Regions from separate parts of the Mus musculus genome. Here region 2 is linked to region 1. The links are chromatin contacts, called in public promoter capture Hi-C maps. All regions are on one chromosome and are shown on one strand. Each heading gives the region's core, a stretch centred on a gene start, on an enhancer-like site or on the middle of the called end of the contact. The rest is flanking DNA. Distances are from core to core; before and after follow the strand shown. Region 1 holds the start of Usp25 (ubiquitin specific peptidase 25). Region 2 holds the start of Atp5j (ATP synthase, H+ transporting, mitochondrial F0 complex, subunit F).

What was found. Promoter capture Hi-C pulls out the DNA fragments that hold promoters and counts their contacts.
Region 2: a contact with region 1 is called in a promoter capture Hi-C map of pre-B cells, with 4 times the contacts expected there. The contact joins the promoter of Atp5j here to the promoter of Usp25 in region 1. A contact is called at or near these places in 1 of 39 promoter capture datasets (pre-B cells) and 2 of 484 Hi-C or Micro-C datasets (CD4 T cells and the HPC-7 cell line).

Annotation. Positions count from the first base shown.
Region 1 is chr16:77,011,841-77,015,679 of GRCm38.p6, reverse strand. It overlaps Usp25 (ubiquitin specific peptidase 25), which reads right to left and starts at 1,611. Exons shown (of 24, transcript NM_013918.2): 1 at 1,540-1,611. The coding sequence starts at 1,584.
Region 2 is chr16:84,833,068-84,836,555 of GRCm38.p6, reverse strand. It overlaps Atp5j (ATP synthase, H+ transporting, mitochondrial F0 complex, subunit F), which reads left to right and starts at 1,534. Exons shown (of 4, transcript NM_001302214.1): 1 at 1,534-1,747. It overlaps Gabpa (GA repeat binding protein, alpha), which reads right to left and starts at 1,432. Exons shown (of 10, transcript NM_008065.2): 1 at 1,013-1,432.

The DNA.
Region 1 (3,839 bases), core at 362-2,861:
GTAGTTATCTGACTATGCAAAGAAGTGGTTTAGTCAAAACGAAAGACAAAACCCATAAAGTCCTTGCAATCTTGAAGTTTAAGAGAAGCAAAAAAGACAGCAACTTTTCCCACTTTGAGATAAAGACGTTTTAAAATGCAAAATGAGTATAAAGAAAATGCTACTGAGCCTATTGCTTAACATGCCAAAGATCCCATGACCTTCCAACCAAAACTACAGCACACATTCAACATCAACATCTAAAGATTATAGTGTTCTAGGAACAACATACAGAATTGGGAGGCCAACTGTTTTCTTCGTTATTGTTATTCAGTCTTGAATTCTTCTGCCACATTACAAACTACATCACAGTTCACCATAATCGTCTCAATGTGCAAGAAGCATAGACTAAAATAGGCTCCAAAACCAACTTTAACCAAAGTGTCTAAAATAACAATGCACTATCCCTACTTTCCAACATTCTCTGACATCTTTGGTTATCTCAAGGAACATAAAATGCTAAAACTATTTTAATGACAAAAAGAAAAAAACGGGGGGGGGGGGCTGTTTGAAGGTATTGGTCTATTTTTTAGTACAACAGGCCTCACTTTAAAGACAAGCACAGGTAGGCTTTACAGCAAGTACCTAGTGTCAAAACTACAGCAGGGTGTGGCATCCATTACTCACACCGATGAGCCAAAGGAGGCTCTGGCTGTTCACTGTATACCTAATTGCTCCTACAATTAGAATTCAACTAAGCCAACATTTCCCCGGTGCTCAAAATGCTTTTCACACCAATAAGGGGGGAGGGGGGAGGGCAGAACAAGTAATGACCGTCTGCTCTTCAGGACATGGAGCAAGCTATGCTGGAGCTTTTAAAGATTCTTAAAGTAAAACCTAGAACTAGCAAGATACTGTTCGAGAAACAATATGTGATGACCCCCCTAACTCTGCGTGAAACTGATGCTAGAGTAAAGAACGAACAAGAGAGCAAGGTCAAACTTAGGGGACAAAAGATTTGAGTAACAGCCATAAAGGTCTCCTTACGCGCGAGATACTTTCTAGATCCAAGAGAGAATAAAATAAAGAAAAGAAAGAATAACCAACCAAACACTCTACTTGTACAGATTCCACCCTGGGTCGATGCGATGTACCTGCCCTGGAAGACAGGTAATTCGTTTTGGGGAGGTCCGGTTTTTTTTTCCCCAGAACAGCAGGCCTGGCACAATAAGACCTCCGAAAGAGAAACTGTCCAAAAGGGGTGACAAGTGACATTCTTGCAGAAGAAAAGGGACTGGAAAAGGAAGCGAAGGAGAAGAAAGTTTAATTACAAAGCCTGGCAGAGTGAGTACTGGAGGAATGCGGGGGTCACTCTGGGGACGCGGCGCCGTCGGTTCTGGGAGAGCAATCCGCAGAAGGGAGTGGACGCGAAGCCTCTCACTACTGCACACCCCGCTCCGCACGCAGCCCCGCGGGACCGAGCGCGACGCTCCCGGAGTGGCCCGGCCGGCCGGGAGGCCACGCGGCCCGTCGAGGAGCGGCGACCAGCCCGCGCCTCACCTTCTGCGCCGCGCTCTGCTGCAGCACATTCTGCTCCACGGTCATGGCCCCCGCGGCGGCCCCGCCTGTCGCGCTCTACCGGGCCCGGGGCAGCGACGCGGACGGCCCGGGAGGACGGCGCCCCCGCCAGCCGGGCGCGAAGGCGATGGCGGCGGGCGAACGCGGGCCCCGCGGGCAAGCGGCGAGACGCTACCGGAGAGCGCCACCGCGGCCGCCTCAGGTCCTCTGCGCCCCGATCCTCAGCGCCGCTGAGCCGCGGCGGCCCGGCCCATGGGCGCAGGCGACGGAGAGCACGATCAAGCCGGGCCGCGTCACGCGTTCGCACTCAGCTTCGCCTGACCGCTCCGGGGGGACCACTGCGGGCCGGCGGCAAGCGGACGGAGGGAGCGGCCACCCGGAATGGCGCTGTCCTCCGGCCGCCGCGACTCCGCCTCCAGCCCCTCCCTCGCCGCGGTCACCGCCCCCGCCCCGCCCTCCTGCCCCGCCCCCGCTCTGCCCCGCCCCACCCGTCCTAACCCTACATTGTGACCCGCGGGAGCGGAAGGAGGGGCTGTGTTGCTGCCCCGCCCCCTGGTGGGCCCCGCCCTCCGTCTAAGCTCCTCTCAGCGCGCGGGCTGGACGGCCAGAACCGCCCATCCTGCAGGTTACTGTGCACCATTTAAGGCTCTTGCTAAACTCTGACATTGCGACCCCCCGACCCCCAGTCGAGGCTAGAGCCATAGGACGGTATACCAGATCACCTTCCTGTCTAACGGTCTCCAAAACAATCAACGTCCTTCCATACCTGTAATGTCCCAAAACCTGGGCGGGCCCAGAACTCCAGCTATTTCCTATGTCACCCAAGCCTTTCTAGGAATTTCACAAGCCATGAACCTGCTGGAAGAAAAAAGTCAAATAAGCAGAACGCTGTTAGAAGTCCTTCTGGACTGTACTTTTCTCAACTATTCGTTACATACATCAGGACTGACATTCTGTGTTTATTTCATGCACTGGAATGTGTGACAGTCACTGCTAGACTGGGGATTTAAGGTTTATTTACTGAAGAGAATCTAAATGAATAGACATAAGGCAAACAACATTATGAAAGAATCACTGCCTAGATGATGCATAATTCTAATATCCCTGTTGCCAAATTAAACAAACGATTAACTACCGTATGTGGAATAGTCTACTGTAAACGGAATTGGAGGAAAAGCCTAACAGTAAGTAAGAAACCTGGAAGTAAAATATCTTCAATTGCACCAGCTAAACTAGGGACAGAGTAAGACCGAGACCCAGGGGAGGGTAGATTAATGAGCACAGGGTTACAAATACAATAATACAGTGCACATACAAGTTAGACTGTAATTTAATCCACGGCAAGAAAAGCAGGCTTGGTAAAGAATCCAAGAAATACCAGGTCTTATATCATCATAATAACTCGGAAAAAGTCTTGTAATAACTCTTTGTACTTTATAACCACATCTAATCTTCCTTTGGGATGTCTTCAACCCTCTTTTGTGATTCCTTCCTTGTATTTGTCATGTTCGTTTGACAAATTTTAAATTTTGACTTCATTCATGGTCCTAAATCCTTGACTACAAAGGTTGTGAAATGATTGGAGGTGAGGAATTTTATGGATACTGCAAGAATTCCAGAGCACATGCTGTTTATGAGAACACAGACCCGGAGAGCACGTGTCTGAGAATGGACCTCAGAGCTACGTTTCCACAGTTAGAGACCTCAGCGCTGTAACTTCTCATTCACAGAGTAGCTTTGTGATTCTCCACAGGGGAGAGAGTTTTACAAGGTCATTTTCTTCCATTCAAAAGTACAAAAATTACCTGAGATTTGAGATACTGCTCACTAGTAGTAAGCATGGAAGCACATAGCTACACATTTGATCTTCAGGACCACTGCTTTTAAAAAGTTAAAAATTAATGTGAAAAAACTATTACAATGGTTTTTTTTTAAATCTATTGCCAGATATTCAACTTTAACTTCAGGAATTTGGTAGTACAATAATTCCCCAGAGTTTCATTATTTAGTCTTAGTTTTAAAATCTTTAGTACCTACCTAGTAGATAAAAGTTTAATAGCCCACCTAGAGATTTAATTTCCAGCTCATTTCTGAAGATTTCTTACTCATTCAATGATTTTTGGCACACTGTCAATTGTCCAAGTATATGATTTTGAGATAACTTATTTGTAGGTTAACTTATATGTGTTTCTTTTTTAAAAAGATTGTAATTGGAATAATTGGAGAGCAGAAATTTGTGAATTAACATAAATTAGTACAAAAGCCCGTTTTTGAGAATTTGC
Region 2 (3,488 bases), core at 285-2,784, 7.8 Mb before region 1:
CCAAGAAAGGGGTCAACATTTGAAATGTAAATAAATAAAATAACCAATTAAAAAATGCACTTATTTTGCTAGGCAAGGTAGTGCACACCTTTAATGCCGGCGCTCAGAAAATAGAGGCAGATAGGCCTCTAAACTCTAGGCCGGTCTAATCTACATAGCAAGTTCAAGGTCAGCCAGGCTAGAAAGTGACACCCAACACAAACTTACACGTACCCAGACACCACTTATAAGGTGCGCATGCGCACTTGTGGAGGTCAGAGAGCAGACAGTTCTCTCCTCCTTCCATCTGGATTCCAGAGGCTGAACAGTCTGGCTCGGCAGCAAGTGCCTTTACCTGTCGAACCATCTCACTGGCCTACCTAAGGATTTAGTTTCAAATGACTGTTTGTCATCGTGAAACGATGCGCTGGCACCATTCTCTATGCTGTGGACCCTAAGGGTGGAATCCCCTAAACTCCATCGTTGTGTTCACTGCACTACACCAACCCCCAAAAAAGGTCGGGGGGAGGAGTGGGGGAAGTTGGCAAGGTACAGTAACTTTCACTGACATCTTCGGGAAAGACGCAGAAAGTCATCCTATGCATTAGAACGATTGCACCGATGCGACTCTAGGACAGTTCCAGAAGGGCAATCGGTACTGCTAGTGCGGGGATGGCTGACTCGGGTGACAGACAGGTCTGGCATCTTCCCGAGAGACCCGGGAGCGCCCGGGGCTGTGCGCTCGGCCAGCGCGCCGAGCCTGGACCGCGCCCGTGCGACGGGCGACTCCGCCGCGTCCCGCAACGCGGCCCGGGCCACGCCGCTCCCCGCGCCCCTCCCCTCGGCTTCCCGCACAGCCTCTCCCGCCCCTCCCCACCAGGCTCCCTCAAGTCTCCACGAACGGAAATGGGAGTCGCAGCGCCGGGGACCCAGCGGAAACAAAACACAGAGGCGGCCGCGGGGGGGGACAAGCCCCGGAACCAGGCCGCCCGCGCGGGCCCGCGCTCCCCGCCAGCCCGCGTCCGCAACTCACCAGCTCCGGAATTCGTCCCGTGGCCCTAGCCCGCGCTTCCACAGCCGGCTGGGAACGGCGGCGGCGCGGGCTCCAGGTACAGCGCCTCTCCGGGCGAGCCGCGCCGCTCCCGCGAGTAGCAGGGTAAGGTCCCGGGGCCCTTCCCGTGGAATCGGCGCTAAGGAACCCCAGCCCCTCTCCCGCCTCCCAGGCACCCCCGGGCCTGGAACTACAACTCCCAGCAGGCTGCGCGGCCCGAAACGCCCGCGACGACGGGGCTCACGAGGCACAAACGCCCCCCAGCCGCTTTGGTTTTTTGTTTTGTTTTGGTTTTGGTTTTTACGCGCTCCTTTGTACCCCCACCCTACATCCACCTCCCCAACCCCAAGGATCGGGACGCTGACTCCGAAGGGAGCTTGAACTAGGGGACAGGCCAGAATACGCATGCGTACAGTGCAGTGTCTCCAAGAGGGAAAAGGGGGTGAAGTTAAAGTGTAGGAAAGATGGCGGAGTCTTAGCTGAGGGACCCGGAAGCACTTACCCTCCACTTCCTCCTCCTGTTTGGCTTCTGTCTCACCTAGAGGCGTCCGGTCGCAGACTCCCTTCGAGGCGCTTCCTGTCCGGTGAGCGTCGAACGACTGAAGCCGCGGCCCATAGTGCCTTGCGATGGCGGGTAGGCGTGTGTAGGCGGAGCCAGGGCCGGAAGTAGAACGGTGGCGGCGGCGGTGACTCTGGCAGCTCGGGACTCAGTGCAAGGTGACTGGGAGGGTAACTGGGCTAGCTCGGCCTCCTGGGACTGAGCTTCTGGGTTTCTTCACGAGGAGAGAGGGCTGCCCGTCACCTTTGCCCTGGGAGTAGAGCGCAGCCCCGTGTCCTTGGCACCGTCCTGGCCTGGCCTGGGGTCACAGGTGACCTCGGCCCTGCTGGGTATTCAGATTTGCCTTACGCTCACTAAATAAGACCGTGAATGCTCTCCTGGGAGCAGAGCGGGCCGACTCGAAAAGCAGAAAAGACGGGGTGGTGAGCCTGCAGCCCGCCTGGGGCAGCCCAAGGTCACGGCGCGCCACAGGCTTGTGAATAATGCAGGCGGCGATCGAGCCTCCTAAGACAGGAAAGGGCGATGGTGATATCCTAAAAGTTTTATATCCAATCTAGAAGTCATGCTTTGTCGATTGACTTTATGATTAGATACTCACGAGCAGCAAAGGGACTAGCCTTCGGCTAGGCTGGTCAGTCAACCGCTATAAATAGGAGAGCCGTGCGCCTTCCCAAAGCTACACCTCTGGGTTTGAACTTTGATTACCCCACCCCCACCCCCACCATGCTTTCCCCAATATTGTTACTATCAGACCTCTAACAAGCAGCAAGCTAGTGCAGGATATTAATTCAGTACGGAATTTGTCCCAAATGGTGTTCTACACTTAGGATGCCATTTGTCTTCCGTGTGATCATGAACAGATCGCATTCTCTATTTAATCTGAAAAAGTGAAAGGCAGTGAAGGAGAAACAACAAGTAGTTTTGGTAAGAGAGAATGTGGTCACTGTTAGAACGATTGAGTAGGACTTAGGAGGTGAGTATACATGTATGTTTGGGGTTCAGAGAGTACGCTAAATTAGACGTGGGGATTGGAAATCATTGTTTGGGATGGTGCGTTATTGAAAGTGAAAATGTATTTTCCCTGTCTTGTAGAAGAAATGACCGTCTTGGCAGTTAGATTGGGAGCAGGTTGACTGTGGAATGTTAGGTAAACAACCTTCTTTAGACATATTTTTTTTAATCACCTATAAGCAAGACTGAAAGAAGCACCTTCCCCTAACACTTAGAGAGTATTTCCTAAGTGGACAATATGGAAGTATTTTACAGTATTTTTAGGGCTAAAGAATTCTTGATACCTTACTAATTATGTCTTAAGTGTGTTCCTAGATTTCCAGGATGAATCAAGTGTGGTGTTCTTATTATAAAGTCTTGTCTACTTGCCTGTAGCTCTTTCGCCTGTATAATTCTCTGGTAGAGTATGAATGGCATTGATTTCCTCAAATGTTTTATTTTTATCGGGATCGGTGAATGAAAACTCGTGCTTATTTGATTTTTTTTTCAGCAGTACTAAATGTTATACCAGGTTTGTTGAAGTTGGTACTATTGACACTTTAGATAACTCTTCAAAATGAGAATAGGGAAGATTGCTATCTTTCATGTTGTAGGGAGTATAGCAGTGTGCCCGAACTTTACCCACTATAGGCCACCTTCATTCAACTTATTCAGGACAGCCAAAATTATCTTCAGACAGGAATTGTGCCCTTGTAGCGAAAATTATACACTCTCTCCCTTCACATATGTTTAATAACCATTATGCCAATCAGCTGCCATATAGTTAACGATTCTTGAACTATTAGTGGTACCACTCAAAACCCTCTGTGCATTTCTGTCAGTCCATCCATCCATCTGTCCATCCATCCATCTATCCATCTATGTATCTATGTGTGCATATGTATGTGG